Linked DNA regions of Gossypium hirsutum: region 2 is linked to region 1. Evidence: chromatin contacts called from public Hi-C data. All regions are on one chromosome and are shown on one strand. The core of a region is the stretch at or near the end of the contact, and the rest is flanking DNA. Distances in the headings are between cores, read along the strand shown. Region 1 holds the start of LOC107951375 (probable nucleoredoxin 3). Region 2 holds the start of LOC107951311.

Region 1 (6,974 bases), core at 2,127-4,626:
AACAACATTGGTAACCATTTCGGCAGTGACCTTGCTGGTGGTAATAAATTTATATTTTTGCATTTATCACATTGGTTTCTCTTGTTTATTGTATTTTCTTTAAATCAGCCCTCCAATTGGCAAAGAAACTAATTACATGTTTTTACTTTTTATCATGCTAAAAAAATTTCACTTTCAGAGCTGTTTTACAAAATTTAATCAATTAGAGGGTATTTGGTTAGTGGAAGATAAGATTTTGTTATTTGGTTGATGGAATGTAAAGACATAAATTACCAACTTTTTTTATTATTAAAACATATTATTAACTACGGTTTAAAGGTAAATTTGACCAAAATGATAAATAAATATATAAAAGGGAAAGACATTTTTATCCATTTTTTTGACAGTTGTTTGATTGTTGGGAATGTGAATTGAGATTATCGGCTAAGGTAATATTTGAAATCCAGATATGAGAATCCTATTTTGGTATCTCATATTACCCTGAAAATGTTCCATTTCTTAGCCATCTCTCCAGGACATCTAGTTTTGTTAGATTGTAACCTTTTCTCACCATACTAAAAGAATCCTTTACAGCGTTATATTATTGACTTTTAACATGTTTTCAGGCCCGGACTACACAAGCATTGTTGCCTCTAGTGCTGCTGCTGGCACCTCCTCTGCTCCCCCAAATGGTCATGGTAAAGCAGGTTTTTGTATTCATCATCATATATTTTGCTTTTTCTTGTTTACATCTTACTCTTCTTTTTTTCCCCCAAATTTTGGTAAATGATTTACCTGTTTTTCGGGTATTAAAGTTTTTGCTTTTATTTTGGGTAATTTTATTGTTGATTATAAGGTCTTCTCATGGCTTCCAAAATTTACTTTCTTGTTTAGGAGTCTGGATTAAGTCTGATGCTGCAAATTAAGACTCGTGTGAGTTTGGTGTCCCCAACAATGAAGATTTCCTTTGCAGGGATTTTTGCCTTTAAATCGATGACCTTGATGGTAACAAATTGAGAGTTTTTTTTTTTTTCTGCATTCATCATATTGGTTTATACTTTTTTTTAAGTTCTTCCCTACAATTGGCAAAGAAATTACATGCTCTTTTTCTTTTTTGGGTTAATAATTTAATAGTTGTCACTGATTTGCTGCAGGAAATAATCATGAGAATGAAGGTGGTCCTTTCCCCCTGTTTCCTTGATGCAGGTAACAAATCATGTTTTGCATTTATCATATTGACTTATCTTGTTTATTTCTTATTTCTCCTTTTACATGTTTTTGATGGTGCAATATCTTCTCTTTGGCTTCCCAAGTTCCCTCATCCTTGCTTAATTTTCTTGTTAATTTAGGATTTCAGCTTTGTGAAAATCCATCTTCGGAGTCACTTTGGCAATGGCCCCCAGATCCTTTATTTATATCTTATTATCGCCATAGTCTTTCCTCCATTGTTTTGCAACTGCGTTTTTGATTGATCAGTTTGAATATGTTAATAGAGATGCTTGATTATTCAGTTGGTACTTTTAAGACATCTTTCTCTTGATGACTGAGTCACCTTTGACACGCATGGTTTCCAATTTCCTTTGAAGTTAAATATCAGTTTTTGTAGATTAATTTGAATAATGATGTGTCATGTTGTATGCTAAGGTTTCAAATTTGAGTATGGTGGAGCATTTATTTGCCTTGGAAACAAATAGAACTACCCATCATTGAGACTTTTAACTTGCTTCTTCCACACAAGTAGGATGAAGATCATAATCACAGGCATCACAAGAAAATGCCCAGAACTTCCCTTGTCTTTCGCAATAATTGCAGACATATGATTTAGCCATGTCCAGTTTAAGCACATGTTGATGCTTTATGTCCTGGATTTGCGTAGGCAATGAATCCCCTTCTTTTCTCAAGCTTTCTTCAATTTCTTCAATGCTTGATTGAGTGAATGGGAAAGCCTTTGCACCATACAGGGTGATTATGTTCTTCCCGTTTGTGCTAATCGGTTTCCCATCCGGTCCAATAAAAACTAGTGCAGGAATGGCTTTGATGTTGAAGATTCGGCACAGATCTTGTCGTGTTCGGTCTTCAAATGGAAGTGCCAGCCATGGCATATCGCTTATGTTGACATCAAATTCTTTCTGGTCTCTGTCTGAAGAAACCAAAACAACCTCAAAACAGTCTCCCCTGCTGCTCAATAGCTGGTTGTAAGCTTCTACAAGCTGAGCAGTGAAAGCACGGCATGGAGGACACCAGTGTGCGCCGAAATAAAGGCCGACTGTCTTCCCAATAAGTTTCGATACTAAAACCTACAAAACCCGAAACATAACCGGGCTCATAAATAATATCTTAACCCTACATTAATATAAAAAAACTCTCAGATAATCTTACCTTTCCACCATCGCTAGCAACAACATAATCCCGTCCTGGACGAGCTAAAAGTTGATCGATTTTTCCTCCTTGACGCTTTGAATCATCGATAGCCTTCAATTCTTCTCTTCTCTTCTTGGTGAAAGGAAATGCATCTTCGCCAAAATCTTCAATCAATCCAATCAAGTCTTCTTCAACTGATTGTCCATCTAAGTTTAAAGGAACAAGAAAGGGAATACGAACAACATGAAACCTTTCACGTAATTTCTTATGCAAATTCACATCAAAAGGAACGGTAAGCCAAGGCATGGTCTCGAAGTGAGCATTGAATCCATCTTCATCGTGGTCCAAGGAAATAAACACAATCTCTAGCTCTTTCCCCATTGTTCTTAACATGTTGTATAGTTGCACCAGCTTTGGGGTAAAACTTTGGCAGGGCCTGCACCAGTTTGCAGAGAAGAAGAGGCAGATCGTCGTTTTCTCATAATCAAATGAAGACAAGGTTACCTAAAAAACACACAGCAAAGGAACTAACCGCTTTCTTAGGATAATCAAATCACTAATCTTATCCATATGGTCCAAGCAAGATAATCAAAAATTGTCGACAACTAAAGAAAGCAAAAAAGGGGTATTTGAATTTTGTCAAAGAGTACCTTATCTTCTTCACCGGATAACAGGAAGTCAACCCCTTCAGATGCCAAGATGGTGAGGAAGTCCCAAAGGGGCAAGTTTGTGGCCTGATAATCAGGCTTTGACATGGCAACTGTGTAGTTACAAGGCTTAAAACAGGAAGTTTGGGAGGTTATTTTTGTGCAGGGTGACCTGAATTGCAAACGCTAGGTATAAAAGGTTTATTATATTCTGCTACGCGACTTACTGTTAACTTGATGAAAAAGTTTTATTCTCATCACGCAACCAGGAATATTCGATGAGCAATTTTCAGGGAATTTAAGCCATAAATGGGAGGAACATATCCAATTTTCTACGGATATATTCATGACATTGACTCATGTTTCGTCGGCCCTCTTTCTTTTTTATAAGGATAGGTTCGGGATAGGTTCGAAGTTTGGATTCAAATCCATCATCTCTTATGGAGCCCACTTATTACTTATTTTAATATTTTTATGCGTAAAAATGAGGCACAAACAAGAATCATTCTTTTCTTTTTGGCTTTCAGGAAAGCAACGTTAAAAGCCTTCCATCTTTTGTCACCCTCTTCTATGGGTTTACTATTTAAGAGAAAAAGAACAAGAGAATTTTATAAGAGTTAATTGAATATAGGAGTCGTAATAAATTGAAATACTAACATTTTCTACCATGGACATTTACTGGATTTTTCTTTCTTGGATCAAGAGAACCAGATTCAATCATAGATAAAAGAGATCACAAGTTCCAGGGGAGAGAGTCATGAAAACAAAAAAAATAATATCCGTTAAAACGTATTCATTCACCCAAAAATAACATCCGAACAAAGGGGGATATAATTCTCCCTTTTTTAACTTCTACCATGGAGAAAAATTCCTGTATATCTTCATCTCACCTACCTATGCTCTCATCCTTCTCACCCTTTGCTTTGCTTTGCTTGTTTCAGCAATCAAAATGTCATTACCAGTTTTTTAAAGTTCATCATGAGAATCATCATCTTCTTCAGTTGATCCACCACCTGGGGCTCCACCAGATCTTTGGTACACAGCTGTGATGATTGGGTTGCATACTGCCTCTACCTCCTTGAGCTTCTCCTCGTAGTCTTCCTTCTCGGCACTCTGGTTGTCATCAAGCCACTCAAGTGCCTCTTTCACTGCGGTTTCAACTTTCTCCTTCTCATCAGATTCAAGCTTGTCAGCGAGCTTATCCTTATCATTAATCTGGTTTTTCATGTTGTAGATATAGGTCTCCAGGCTGTTGCGACCATCAATCCTTTCCTTCACCTTCTTGTCCTCCTCTGCGAATTCTTCTGCCTCACGAACCATTCTCTCAATCTCCTCCTGGCTCAGACGACCCTTATCGTTTGTGATAGTGATCTTCTCAGATTTTCCAGTGCCCTTATCTTCTGCCTTGACGTTTAAGATGCCATTTGCATCAACTTCAAATGTGACTTCAATTTGAGGGGTTCCTCTGTAAATTGAGGGATCAAACCATAAATGAATAATTCAGGTGAAGAAATGCAGAAAATACAAATGAGAATTGGTGGGGAGAGCAAACCTTGGGGCTGGAGGAATTCCAGTAAGATCAAATTTTCCCAATAACCTACAATCTTTTGTGAGACTCCTTTCACCTTCAAAGACCTGACATCAAACCACAGCAATTCAAATAAAGGTTCAAAGTATTACAGTTATTAGCATTAAAAGGAAAGGAAAATCCAATTCTTGAGTATTTTACATGTAGGCAAGCATAACTAAGTGTACCTGAATGGAGACGGTAGTCTGCTGGTCCTGATAAGTGGTGAAAACTTGTGACTTCTTGGTTGGGATAACAGTGTTTCTAGGAATCAACTTGGTCATTACTCCACCAACAGTCTCAATGCCAAGGGTAAGTGGAGCCACATCAAGGAGAAGAATATCTGTGCAGAAAGCATCAAACACAAATATCAGCCAAGTCGATTCAGTTATAGAAAGGTTTCATCCCCTATGGAGTCACGTATCGTCATTATAGACAAAACTACTTACCTTTCGTTTCATCACCACCCTCTCCACTCAGGATGCCTCCTTGTACTGCAGCACCATAAGCAACAGCTTCATCTGGGTTAACACCCTTGTTGGGCTCCTTTCCATCAAAGTAGTCCTTGAGGAGTTGTTGAACCTTTGGAATTCTAGTGCTTCCACCAACAAGAACGATCTCATCAATTTGGCTCTTCTGCAAACCAGCATCTTCCATCGCCTTCTTCACAGGTCCCATGGTCTTTCTGAACAGGTCATTGTTCAATTCCTCAAAGCGAGCTCTGGTCAGTGGCTCGGAGAAATCAACACCGTCAAAAAGTGATTCAATCTCCACACGGACCTGGTGCTGGCTGCTGAGAGCTCTCTTGGCACGCTCAGCTTCCCTCCTAAGCTTCCCAAGAGCTCTGTTGTCCTTGCTGATATCCTTTCCATGCTTTTTCTTGATCAATTTAATGAAGTATTCCATAATCCTCTGGTCAAAATCCTCACCTACATATAGAATATGACCATAAGCAAAATGCATTGTAAAAACAATTTTTGAAAGCATTAAATCAAACAATGAATATCCTTACCTCCCAAGTGAGTGTCTCCATTTGTTGAAAGAACCTCGAAAACACCATTGTCAATTGTCAAGATACTGACATCGAACGTCCCACCACCCAGGTCAAAGACAAGAATATTTTTCTCACCGCCCTTCTTGTCCAAACCATAGGCAATGGCAGCTGCAGTTGGTTCATTGATAATTCTAGCAACATTGAGCCCGGCAATAATGCCAGCATCCTTTGTGGCCTGCCTTTGGGCATCATTGAAGTAAGCTGCAAATAAAACATAAATGTATTGAGCATAAAGGAATAATCAAGGATCAGGCGAACAACTTTTCCCCAACAGAGAGCATTGCTTCTTATTATGCACTCACCTGGAACAGTAACCACCGCGTCCTTGATTTTCTTCCCTAGGAAAGCTTCAGCTGTTTCCTTCATCTTAGTCAGAACCATAGCACTGATCTCTTCAGGACTGAAGACCTTGGTCTCTCCATCCTTAATCTTTACTTGAATATAAGGTTTGCCATCCTTGTTCACAATCTTATACGGAACAAGTTTCATGTCCCTCTGGACCTCCTTATCTTCGAACCTGCAAATAACAAAATTGCCCTGATAAGCATATTACATATACCAATAAACCATAAAAAAACAAAAGAAGAAACATGAGAAGAATGTCAATTACTTTCTTCCAATAAGTCTCTTGACGTCAAAGATGGTTCTTTCAGCGTTAACAGCTGCCTGATTCTTTGCAGCCTCACCGATGAGCCTCTCGCTGTCAGTGAAAGCCACCCACGATGGAGTAATACGGTTACCTTGGTCATTGGCTATAATTTCAACATGACCGTTTTTGTATACACCAACACAAGAATAGGTTGTACCAAGATCAATTCCGATGACTGTTCCCAATTTCGCGGCTTCCTCCTTGGCAATTGCGATTGCAAAGAAGCATCCTGTTTGCAGAGTTTACAGGATGTTAAAACCATTATAGTTAATAGTTATAGAGGCTCTACTGAAAGGGCCACGTGAACCACAGATCAAGAATCCTAACGAAATTTCTAGAACATTCTCGTGCATAATTTTAATAATCTAATAAAGTTATTGCACCCTAAATAGGAGAAAATTTACACTGTTTAGTTCACATTTAAATAATTAGATCATAGTTCTAGCCCGGCAAAGTAATTAGAGAGTCGTTATCCTCAAAATCCAGAGAGTTCTAGTTCTCGATTCAACGGAGAGTAATGAAATGATATGAGATCGCTGAAACGCTCGTTCGACGATCCAATGCATCTCGAAAACTCATAAAAACATAAATCAGATCTAAAAATGCATCGATTCACGGGAAGAACATCACCAAACAGAACTAGATCTACTACATTTTCACTAAAACAGATCAAGAATCAGAGATCACGAAATCAAGCGAAAGCAAACAGAACTAGCA
Region 2 (6,974 bases), core at 2,220-4,719, 340 kb before region 1:
AATTCCAATTTTGTCCCTAAGCTCGGAATATGAAATTCATGCAATTTAGTCCTTATTTCAAGCCTAACCAAATTTTCAATATAAAATTTATTGCACATGTATTCTATAAAATTCAGAATTTTCTTCAATTTTCACAACTTTACAATTTTGTTCCTAAATCACAATTTCATCAAAATTCACTTTGTGAAAGTTGTTTATCTATCAAAAACCTTTCATTTTCTACCATAAATTTCAAATTTTCAGCATATTCATCCATGGCATAACTTCTATACTTTGATAAATTTTCAAATTAATCCCCCAAATAGATGAATTAGACTATCCCGATTTCAAAAATATAAAAATTACTAAAAATGAGGCTTGAATACTTACCCAATTATGCCAAGAAATCTTGTTTTCTCTTTCCTAGGATTTCCATGATGGAATATTTTGGGAAGAAGATGATATAAAATGATTTTTATTTCTTATTAATTATTTATCATCCATTATTTTTTTTCTTTTCCAATCTAGTCCTTACCCTTTTTTAATTTTTCCATGGATGAATCATCAAAAATATCTACTAACTTTTCTTTAATGATTTAATTACCATATAAGGACCTCAAGTTTTGAATTCCATAGCTATTTGATCATTCTAGCTACTAAAGTCTAACTTTTGCTTTTTATGCAATTTGTTCCTATCCGTAATTAAACACAAAATCAATAAAATTTTCTTATCAAAATTTTCTTATGAAATTTCTATCAAAATACTAACCATGCAAAAATATAAAAATAAATTTTCTTTCCAGCTTGTATTTGTGGTCACGAAACCACTGTTCCGATTTTATTGAAAATGGGCTGTTACATTCTCAGTGTCACAGATTTCACCGTCGTAGTAAATAACAACACTAATACGTCCACTCATTTTCAACCAAATTATCTTTCGAAAGAAATTCAAAACAAAAAGACATTATGCAAAAATATAATGATTCGTATAACTATTAATACGATAAATCAACTTATACCTTCTCAACTTCTTCAATTTTTATTCTTCTAAACTTCTTGAATTTCTTTTGGTGTAACTTATGCAACAAGAGAATGAAATTTGGGTCATTTATAGCCTAAGGGATGGTGGGATGCACTGTCACCAGCACTACTGAAAAGAGCATCCAATTGAGAGTTTTTTTCAATACTTTTGCTGATAATGCATCTTGCTTGAAGCGTTTTTCAACCCCAACTATCAAATTTTCCGGGAATTCCGGGATATTTTTTAGAGCCATCTTCTCAAAATTATTTTTTCAAAATTAACAGTACAAAAAAAAGCATCCAGTTGTAAGCTTTTTCTATACTATTACTGACTGTACAAAAAAACAAAATACATCTCGTCAAAATAATTTTTTTAGAACACATCACGTCAAATTTATTTTTTTTCATATCCCATCTTGTCAAATTTATTTATTCCAGAACAATACTTAGCAATTAAAAAAATAAACACTAAAGCCCTAGACCATAGACCTTAATTTATTTTTTCTTAAACCCTAAAACAAACCATAAACCCTAATTTTTCTTAAACCCTAAACTAACCCTAAACCTAAGCCCTAATATGCAAATAACCCAAAAGCCCTAATCAAACATGGAGAAAAACGTGTCTTTGTCAGTTCTCTTTACTAAAGCGTGTCCACGTCAGCGCGCTTTTCTATGTTTTTCCCTGAAAATGCGTCCACGTCAGCACGTTTTAGTGTATTCGGTCCATTTGCAGTAAATATTTTTTGGAGTGGCCCATTTCTGTAAATAATTTAAGAAATGGGCCTTTTCTGGCACTATCCCAAGATTAAATGTTTAAAAATTAAGGAAAAATAAAATAGTATTTAATAATATTTCATACTTAATTTAATAATTTAATAATATTTGATACTTAATTTTAAGTAATATATTAAACATATTTTATAATTTATATTTTCAATACTTAATTTTAACTTTTTTTTAATTTATGAAACAATACCTTAATTAATTTCAAGTTTAAAAATTTATGAGTAATTTAAAACAATGAATAAAGAAACATCAGTAGTATGAGGTGGAGTCGATAATAGGAAACTTGATTACTATTAAGTTTTGAGCACAAGTTTTATGAATAAAACAAAAATTAGAAGAATTTCTTATTGAATATGGAAAACGTTACAAGTTATGTCAGCCGCCTATCCATCCTTGTCTCAACATGTTACAATAGCCGCGAGTTGAGAAATTTTTTTAATGGAGGATTGCATTATAAATATTTAAGAAGTTAAAATGTAAGTTTTTATGATTCCATATTTTTATTTTTATTTTTGAGGAGTTATTATATTATTAATTTATAATCTTATCATTTATAAAAAATTAAATTACAATTTTTTTTAATTTTTAAGACAAAAGCCTTGCTTACCTCTTGTATTAAAATGCTACCCATTTAATATTTTGTTTAATACCTTGGCTTACAATTAGAAACTTCCAAAAAAACTTGAGTGTTATGTGGCGACGAGGCACGCCACGCTTGCTATCCGACGAGATCGTCGTACGAGTATCATCGCGAGGGAGAATGATTTGTCATATATGGCTGCTGGGTAAGGGAGGTGCTATTTCTTTTATTAAATAGTATAGGACACGCCACGCTTAAAGAGTATAAGGGGATGAATGAATCACAATTTTTCTTTTTGCCTTTAATTTATTAATTTTCATGTAATATATGTTTCAAATCCATTTATTCGTTTGATTTCGAACATTCTCATCGTATAAAATTTTTTAATATTTTGATCATATAATTTTTTTTAACACAATATTTAAAATTATCTATAATTCTTTCCTAACCCATAAATAATATAAATGTTAATTGACTAATATAATTAAATTTAATAATTTAACGTAGATAAATCAAAAAGCGAATAACTTTTTTTATTTATATTTCGTGACCGATAAATTAATTTTTTTAAGAACCATGCATTTAAAAATTAATTTTTAAAATAATGACTACAAACAAAATAAATTTTAAAAAAATCTACAATTTAAAATCTTTGAAGAAGATTTCTTTTAATGAATCCAAAAATTAAAACCTGCAACAAAATCATGTATTGCCAAACAAAAAAAAAAGCTTTTGTAATTCAATTCTTTAAAAATTGATTGTAACTTAATTCAGTTTTATTGTAACAATTTAAAAAAAACTCGAATGTATTTAAATATGTATTTTTAATTTGTTGAAAGTCAATAATAATTTTAAATTTTATGCGTGATATATAATTTTATGCATAAATTTTTAAAAAAACTCAAATTAAATTAAAAATTTGAAAAAAATAAGAATTTATTATTATAAATATCATTATCCTAAAAGAAATATTTTGATTTATTTATAATATTGTTTTATCACGTCATATATTACGCCTTGTCTAAATGGCAAAAGTAATCCTGCCAAAAAAGGGAGACACAAAATTAAATAGGGAATGTTCGCGCGAACACAGAGCTCGCGATGAGACGCGAGTTTAGTCAACCTTCCCTTGCTTAATATAAACGGGGGAAGCTGCCAGTGGCCACTTTATCCTCATAAATCTCAGATCATCACTTTCTTTTTGTTAGCCTTTAGACTTGAGAAAGGTTTATCATTATCTATTGAGCTATCTCCCCTGTTCTATTTTTTTTCTTCCTTTTGTTTTTTTTCTTCCTTTCGTTCGTATCTCCCCTGTTCTTCAGTTTTGCTCTTTATCTAAAAGCGTCGACTTCGAGTCAATTATCAAGTTTTCGAAAGATTCAGGCAAATCAAATGGTTTGGAACCGAAAATAGTTGATAGTAGAAAATTGTGGGTAATCAAATCGAGATGCAGCTAAAGTTTTACAACAGAAAACAAGTCAAAAATTTAGTGAAGGTTAGAAGAAAATAGTGATATATTACTGAAGCTCATTAATGGAGGGTAAAGGTACCAAATCGGGGAAAACCCGAGCTCAAAAGGATGCTCATAACGCCCGTTGCGTACAGTACAGGCAGAAAATTAAAGTACAGTGATTAACCCGTCATCAAATTTCTTTCTTTCCTTTTTTCCCATTGTTTATTTATGTCTTTAATTAATTAATGAGTGTTTATTTATAATTGAAGAGGAGGCTCGAGGAGCTTGAACAGGTGAAGACCAAGTACTATGAAATGCTCCCAATCTTCAAGCAGATGCAAACCGAAAACCAGCAGATGAAAATGGAGTTGAAGCAAAACGAGTCTATAATTCAATATATGCAAAATTGTATTCAACAGTTTAAGACTACACTTGAGGCACAGGTTCAGCTCTCTCTCTTAGATTATTATCGTTGCATTAGGACAATAATTAGCTTAAACAATAATAAATTAGTTGGTCAGTAGGTCAATATATGTCAGGGTTGGCCTTGAATACATACATATATGATCCTTACAATTAATAGTATCTTGGAACATGGGAAACCTTGAAGTCTCCTACTAATAGGAAGACTTGTGCTGATTCCTAAGCATAGTCTAACAATACCCATTTTTGTTTATAAGATAATTGTGTTTTTCAGACAGCAAACGAGGCATTGATGAGGCAAATCCCCATTCGATGGGAAGTTGATGTACGGAGATTTGTATTTTAGAAACAATTTTCCCATTAAAAAAATTGCTTATATATTTTTATCTGTGAGGTAGTTGATCGATCCCTAACAATTAAAAGTACTGTCCTCTGAAAATTTTCTCTCTCATAGTATATCGAAAGCCAGTGTGCAGTTAGCAATCACTTGGTGGGGGGTTTTATTTCTAGTACTATGCTGAGAGTCAGCATATAGGAAGTGATTGTCCAATGAGTAGGGACAAAAGCAAGGGGGCAAACAGCGGCATTGCCCGCCCCCTCTTTTAAAAGGTAGATTTTCTATTTAGCTCCTTTAATTTTTATAAAATTATATGTTAGTATAATAGTTAAATTGGACTTTGGGTCTCTAATAATTTATGATTCATTTCTAACTCTTTAAAGTGATTTTTTTGTTTCATCTTTGTCGATGGGCTTAGTTCACTTAGTCAAAAACACCTTAGTTGGTTATAGCTACAAGATTAAAAGAGATGTTAATATTGTGTTTGAAAATAATTATGGAGCTACTTAAACGAGGAAGACTCAAACCTCCAACTTGAGACCTATAGCCCAAATACTTGCAACCATTGTACTACTTGAATTACATAGTTCAAACAAATCTATATCTATTAGGAATTTTGCATGGCACTCAAATTTTGGTTTAATCTATGTATCATTTATTCAAAAAGTGGATATGAATAATACGTTTCCCTTCCATTGCAGGGGCAAAGCTATACTTCTTTTGATGAGGTATGCCAGTTATGTTGTGTATAATTTTTTAGTCTCCCATCTTCTATTGAGTGATGAACTTAACTCTTCATTCCAGTCCATAGGATGGTTTCTGTCTCAAACCAATGTGCAACATGGTCTAGTTTCACCAACTTCTGGAATTGTTGTACAAGATGTTAATGAATTATTGGGATTGGGAGTGAGTGGGGCAACCAAGTTTCAAGCTTCCATGGACAATTTGTATCAGCAAATGGGTTTTGGTAATTTATATAAGCCACACCTTTACTAAATTGCTTGGTGTTGTATTAATAGGCTTTTGACATGTTTGCAGGCCAGTACTATAACAACACTGCTGCCTCTATTGCTGCTGGCCCTTCCTCTGTTGCCCCAAATAGTCAAGGTAATAAAGCAGGTTTCTGCATTCATCATCTTATATTTTGGTTGTTCTTGTTTATGTCTTGCTTTTTTATTCTCCCCAAAATTTGGGAAAGAATTTGCATTTTCTTTTGGTGTTAAATATGCTGGTTAATTTCAAGGTCTTTCATTTAATTGTCTGTTAATTTAGGGGTTGAGATTAATTCTGCTGCTGGATTCCTTGGTACAAATCATGATTTGCCCGAGTTTGATGTTACGAACAATCACAATAACCTTTTCAACTATGAGCTTGGTGCCGGTAATAGATTTTTTTTTTTTTTGCATTTGTCATATTGGTTTCTATCTTGTTTATTTTATTTTCTTTAATTCCCTCCTCCATTTGGGATAGAAAGGTTAAATTTTGCTATTAGTTTACATACTTTGTAAAAGTTACAAATGTAGTCTTTGTACTTTAATTCGGTTGTACTTTTAAAATTTTAAAATTTTAATTCTCACCAAGCTATGACTATTAAATTCATTAAGTTAAGTTTTAATATTTTAAAAAAATGATGCGGCAAACATATTATCATATATATGATATCATGTCATCTTGTTATTTTTACATATTGAAAATTCAATTAATAGGTTAGCAATTGTTACTTGAGTCCAAACTACAAATTTAAAATTCAAAAAGTATAGGAACTTAAAATGATTCAATTAGAGAATATAGACTAAATCTACAATTTTACGCATAGCACATGATTAGTAATTGAATTTAAACAAACGGATTTAATTAATACTGTTTAGGTTAGGACTAAAATTTCAAATTTCAAAAATTAAAAAGAATGGAAACTAAAATTGATCAAATTAAAATAAAGATATTAAATTCACAACTTTCATAAAGTACAAGAACTAATAACAGAATTTAACTGATTATCATGGGATAACGAAAATTGTTTTTTTTTTAGTTGGAATTACCATCGAATTAATCATCCTGTTCTTAATTTTTCGATTTATAATTTAGGAATTGTGCCTGATTCTTCTGTTGGCTCCTCCTTGGAAGCAGCAAATTCTGAAGTGGAGAATGATGGTAATCCTCCTCCTCATACCCTGTTTCAGGTGATAAATCAAGTTATTGCATTTATCATATTGGTTCATCTTGTTTATTTCTTAAGAATTTTACAATTTTTTTTATGGTGCAATCTCTTCTCTTTTGGCTTTCTAAATCTATTCATGATTAAATTTTGTTGTTTGTGAAAATCCATCCACAGGGTCACTTTGGAAATGATCTCCACAAGACTCCATAACTCAAGTTAAACATTAATTAGCCATTTA

What was found. A called contact is a pair of places that touch in the nucleus more often than the background predicts.
Region 2: a contact with region 1 is called in a Hi-C map of leaf, with 1.9 times the contacts expected there. The contact joins the promoter of LOC107951311 here to the promoter of LOC107951375 in region 1. A contact is called at or near these places in 6 of 34 Hi-C or Micro-C datasets (fibers, leaf and seedling).

The regions. Positions count from the first base shown.
Region 1 is chrA02:42,870,211-42,877,184 of Gossypium_hirsutum_v2.1, reverse strand. LOC107951375 (probable nucleoredoxin 3) reads right to left here and starts at 3,376. Exons shown (of 3, transcript XM_016886406.2): 1 at 2,991-3,376; 2 at 2,359-2,844; 3 at 1,686-2,276. The coding sequence starts at 3,095. The coding sequence ends at 1,695. It overlaps LOC107951374 (luminal-binding protein 5), which reads right to left. Exons shown (of 8, transcript XM_016886405.2): 2 at 6,219-6,486; 3 at 5,911-6,125; 4 at 5,567-5,809; 5 at 5,004-5,483; 6 at 4,743-4,897; 7 at 4,540-4,622; 8 at 3,766-4,452. The coding sequence ends at 3,954. LOC107951376 reads left to right here. Exons shown (of 11, transcript XM_016886411.2): 7 at 1-40; 8 at 606-677; 9 at 874-984; 10 at 1,134-1,185; 11 at 1,329-1,503. The coding sequence ends at 905.
Region 2 is chrA02:43,210,299-43,217,272 of Gossypium_hirsutum_v2.1, reverse strand. It overlaps LOC107951311, which reads left to right and starts at 3,469. Exons shown (of 8, transcript XM_016886315.2): 1 at 3,469-3,988; 2 at 4,088-4,261; 3 at 5,280-5,306; 4 at 5,383-5,545; 5 at 5,617-5,685; 6 at 5,851-5,958; 7 at 6,664-6,729; 8 at 6,911-6,974. The coding sequence starts at 3,899. The coding sequence ends at 6,927.